Linked DNA regions of Arabidopsis thaliana: region 1 is linked to region 2. Evidence: chromatin contacts called from public targeted proximity ligation data. All regions are on one chromosome and are shown on one strand. The core of a region is the stretch at or near the end of the contact, and the rest is flanking DNA. Distances in the headings are between cores, read along the strand shown.

Region 1 (2,700 bases), core at 137-2,636, 120 kb before region 2:
TGTCACTTTGAAATCTCCAACGTGATAGTGACTCCAGCTCCCAGGGTTGTTGTTCAGATAACACAATGATACAGCTTGTTGGTTGTCCGAAGTGGCGAGCTGGAACCTTACAGGTTTTATGTCCCATCCATGAATGTGTTCAGAGTTGCAGATCCTCCTTCCAAGCCTCTTTGATGTTTTACCGAGCTGGATACGGAAGAAGAGACTATATGTTCCAGATGGAAACTGGATCTCAAACTCTCCTCCTACTTCAAACCACCATATCTGTTGAACATAAGCAGCTGACTGGAACCTGCATATACATAGATATTGGATGAGATTACTCATTGATCTCAAGTAATTCAAAGATTTGGGGTACAAGCTCATTGCAACACAACCATGGAATATAGTTGAAACTAACAAGATGGTCAACAATACTAGAGTCTAATCAAGACAAGAAGATGGTCAAAACTGATGAAATTTCTTAGGAAAAAACCACACCTTTGATCGTAATCCTTACCTGGATTCATCAGTTGGGATATGACTCCAGTATCTCCGATCATCAATTCCAGTAATCCTTAGTGCCTTTGAAGAAATAGATAAACAAAGACGACCCGTGTTCTTATCTATCCACAATTCCTGCTCAATCATAGAGAAAGTTTGAAAAATAAGATTTTTTTTTTTAAGATTTAAAGATAAAGAGAGATTCAACGGGAACAAAATTTCAAACCTTTGTGCCATCGTCGAAGAGATTAGGCTGGCTAAGCTTTGCATAAAGATCTTTCTTTATTAATTTCGTCAGAGTAATTTCATCGAACACCTTGTGTGCAATAACACGATAATTCGCAGGCAACTTTGATTCCCAAATGAAATCAGCTGAGGAAGCGCGACGGAACATCCTGTTGAGACGAGCAAGCCGGCAAATCTCAGGTGGATCAAGCCGTGTCATAATCAACGCTACACAATTCTCAGGTAAATCCACCAATCTGAGTTTCCTCGAGTAAACGTCATCGTTCCGGTCAAACTCCGGTGAACCTCCCGAGATATTCGCGCCCATCAAACAAAACGAAGACCCTAAATTTGCATGGTCGCGGAGAATCGAGAACAAATTGATACGACAGGATTTAAACCAATCGATCGACGAAAACTCAAAAAACAAAAAAGGAAGCTTTTTGTTGTTGTTATTGTTAAACGGTTTTGAACATACAGAGACTACAAAATATTCAAAGCAACTTTATATATAGAAGAATTTTTTAACCGTATGAAATATTCAAAAGGTCAATTCTCCTGAGCCTAACAATTATATAATCCTGCAGTGTACTATACGTATCTACTACATCTGAAGATGTGTGTACATACATATACTCGTGGTCCGGTTTATGTCGATCGGGTCGGGTCGGGTTTAGTCGTTCAGATAAAGTGATCAAAAGTTGGCCACTTGGCCTAATAGTTTTGGTTAAAAGTGCATTACATTACACGTGTTGTAGTCAATACGTGGGGTTAGGGAACTTTTAACCAGAACACCTGGCTAAGTTTGTGTCTGAGGTTGAATTTTTTAGTTTTAGATATGGTTACTTCTTAATAGTAACTTGAAGTTAGAATAGTTTAAACATCTGTTTGATTGGATGTGTATATAATTAACAACAAACATTTTAATTTGGTGATCATACATTGTCGACTCGAGTCCACGTTATCCATTTTTGTTGTTCTTTGTTTTATTTTTAAAAGTTATGGATATGGAGTGTTTTGCTGCGGTGATCAAGAGCATCTAATAACGGTGGAACTCTCGATCGAAATGAATATAATTGGATATAATTATATAAATACATAGTTCGTGGACTACAGGTGTTGTTCAACAGCATAAATAAATTTCGATTTCCAAAATGAATTATTGTAAATATGCAAAATTTGTATGAACTTTCCGTTGTTATTGTATAAGTACGTACCCGATTAATAATATGGATTAAATATGTAGCATGCATGGTGAAATTAATACGGTACATATCAAATGTTGCAATCAGTGTTGTAAACTGATCAACTAAGAAAAATATATTGGGAATTGTGATGACATGACGTAATGTACTTTTGATCGAAGGCTTCGTATGATAACATTAGTAGAAGAAAAAAGGAACAAGATTTGCATTAATTAGGATCTATTTTGACCTAAGCTGGCCAATTAACAAAAGCAAATTGCCTTAACTAATCATCATTTCATATATTTGGAAAAGTTCCATATCGTGGCCACTTCTTAATGCAATTATTTACGAATAAAATAAGTAAATCATGTCGGTCTTGTGGTCGGGACACTTTATCCACTTGGCTTACGTATCAACCAATCAGTACACAGTTTAGAACTTCCCACAGTTCAGGCTTACGTGGATCCAAGTCATAGGCTCGTGTTAACACGTCATCCAATTTTCTCGTCCCAGTCTCCAGATATTGTTATGATTTTTAATAAGTAGATAATATCAACAAACGCAATAGATATTGCTGATCATCATCAACTTGATCTTATGAAGATGAAATAGTTCAAAGCTTTAAAAGAAAGAAGAAAAAATATACAATTATTTGCGTTTACAAAATTTCGTTTGTTTGTATTTTAATGTAGATTCTTTTTTTAGATTTTTTGAGTGAGGTTATCTAAAACTATTGGTCTTGCAACGACTAAAGCCTAAAGGTGGAAGAGACACTAATCGACTGGAAGCCACATATTTTAACATA
Region 2 (2,700 bases), core at 123-2,622:
CTTCCCTCTAGAGCTGACTTGTACATACTGATCTCCCAGTACTTAGCGTCCAACATGTCCTTATCAGTGGAGTCCAACAAATCCGTAGGATTCGTAGTCTCCACTGTGGTAGTCCCATATGCCCCATCTTGGCCTCCTGACCCTGATCCTGATCCTGATCCTGACATTGTCGGGTTCAACACTCCGTCAATATCTTGCATGATTTTGGTGATGAAACCCTGAACAAACTGCGTCATTGTCCCATCCGCATCTGATTTTTCGAGTGGCTCCATGAGCTCAGCCACTACAATCGGCTGAATTGGAACCGTTGACGAATCCGCCTCCATTCTCCGGAAAACAATCACCAGAATCTGGATCAGCGAAGCCTTGGCAGTCGTCTGATTCACCACGTTTTTGCTTCCCAAGTAAATGTCGTAGCAAGTACGAACAACTAGGAGCAAGCATTTGCCATGGATCCTCAGCGAGATGGAGTTAATGGCAGATAACAGAGTCTTTAACACAGGTAATTCAATGGATTCATCTCCCAAATCATGGCATTTACAAACGGAATCGATCAATTTAAAAAGGAGAAGGGACTCCGCTCCACCGGACGGGTCCGATTCACCACGAATGTAACCATGCGCGATAAGTTTCTGAATGCAGTCAATAGCAGGTTCGATGATCTTGGCGAGGCCAGTGCCACAGGCATTGATCAGAGGGCTGAAGATGAGTTCCGAATCGGCGAGCGAGTACTCGATCGAACCACCGTCGTTAAGTGGACCGGGAACAGAGGATTCAGACTCGGAGTCAGTAGCAGCAGAGGACGAAGGAGGTGGTGATTTCTGCAGCGAATTTAGCCGCTCGATAACAGCTTTGCATTCGTTAGCTAGCTTCGAGTGTTTACGCCACGACGCGTTCTTGACGATCTTCTCTAAAGCTGGTGTTACGACTCGACTCAATCGGGAATCAGCTTCCGAGGAAGCCATTCCCAATTTTCACGGCGAGCTCAGCGACTCACAGATCTAGAACAAATAGACCAACGGGAACGAAACAGTCTCTTCCCGTGAATTGCCTCGGAGCTCTGAGTCCGATCCGAGTTGGGTCAACGAGTCTGACTCAAGCCGCTGCAAAAGGAAATTGCAGGGTACAGAGCAAAGAGGTAGATGAGACGATACTTCAGATCGCGTCGTCGCAGTTTGATTTTTCTGCCATCGAAATGAAAATTCACTATTATATGACCGAAATACCCTTCAGTTGACACTGGACTTCCACAGCAACTTTGTGTAATTGAAGGAAATTCAAACACCAATTGCGACATTTCACATCACTACGTTTCTGAGCTGTTGATCGCCGGGAAATTCGTAGCCTGTTCCCGGTCTGGAGTTACTTTTATTTCCAAGATCATACGTATTTGTATATTTACAATTCAAAAATTCATAAAGTTTATTGAGTCTTGATTAAAAATTAGAAATATTTGGACAAATTTGCTAATGGAGTCTTAAAAACCAAGAGATGATCACTTGGCAATAATCAAAAAGTGAGACACCTTGAAAGCTTTCCGATCTTAGATATATGCATAGAAACAATCTGAGTTTGAATTTACATAACACAAGAAGGAAACAACACCTACAAGAAACACAGCCAAACAAAAAAAATCCCTGAAACCTTGTAATAGAACACATAAAATATACAATCTGGTTCCCATTTATGAGTTGGGGAAGGGTATGCATAACGAGATGTGTGAGATAGAAAGTTAGAAATTGGTTATATCGAAGAACCTTACCATGTTTCTACAAAATCTCCCCATGTCTGCTGAATCCAGTGTCTTCACCGTCCGTGTTTGAATCCAAACCACAAGGAGAGTCATACCATTTCGAGTTTTCTTGATAGAAGCTATCGACTTGTATACCAGCTAAACCTACATCTGTTTCTATACTACCTCCATCGTGGCTCATCGGTTTTGTTAATTTAGAATCTTCGCTATTCAGAATGCTATTCTCATCAAAGTCATTGCACTTTAACCATTTCTCAGGCTTACATGTCTCAGACAAAAGATCCTCCTTTTGATTTGTACAATCTGACGGTGGCGTTATCTGTTCCCAAGGAACAACATCATCAAGGCTCCTCTCAAAACTGTCCTCATCGTCTTCAATAAGTTCTGCATCCTTCCCATCTCCATATAAATGCTCGTGGTGATGGTCACTCCAATGTACTAGATCGTTATCTCCAACAAGTATTTCATCTGAGTGTGATTTCTCTGCAACCAAGCCCGTTGTATCCTGGGCACTCTCAACGCCGATATTTCTGATCTTGTTGAGCATCTCAAACAACTCTGTGGACACTGAACCCAACATCTCTTGTGAAAAATTCCCAATCTTTCCTTCTAGAGTGCCAAGTTCGCTCCTTAGTTCCTGCACCTGATGCAAGACAGTAAACTGCATCTCGGCACGTTCATCCTTCCCAGTCAATCCCATCCCTTCGGTTTCCACGTCTTCGTCCCGCACTCCGTAGACAGTCTCTTGATCCATCAAAAAACCCTTATGACCAACAACCCGATGCATGATTCTCGCATTTCCATCCATAGCCCCCGGCTCATGCCCTGAATGGACAGCGTATAGCTTAAAAACAGCTGTCCCTTCTTCCTGATATACAAAAGTTTTGGTCTTTTCACTGTAGTTAGCAATGGGAACAATAGCTCTAATCCTAAAACCACAACCGCAT

What was found.
Region 1: a contact with region 2 is called in a targeted proximity ligation map of shoot, with 10 read pairs. A contact is called at or near these places in 5 of 26 Hi-C or Micro-C datasets (callus, flower, root and 1 more) and 1 of 2 datasets of targeted methods (shoot).

What each region holds. Positions count from the first base shown.
Region 1 is chr3:22,601,502-22,604,201 of TAIR10.1, reverse strand. It overlaps PP2-A13 (phloem protein 2-A13), which reads right to left and starts at 1,386. Exons shown (of 3, transcript NM_115970.4): 1 at 710-1,386; 2 at 500-618; 3 at 1-292. The coding sequence starts at 1,036. PEX11E (peroxin 11E) reads left to right here. Exons shown (of 8, transcript NM_001203220.1): 8 at 1-108.
Region 2 is chr3:22,483,069-22,485,768 of TAIR10.1, reverse strand. AT3G60860 (SEC7-like guanine nucleotide exchange family protein) reads right to left here and starts at 1,372. Exons shown (of 11, transcript NM_115950.4): 1 at 1-1,372. The coding sequence starts at 965. AT3G60850 reads right to left here. Exons shown (of 1, transcript NM_115949.3): 1 at 1,519-2,700. The coding sequence ends at 1,770.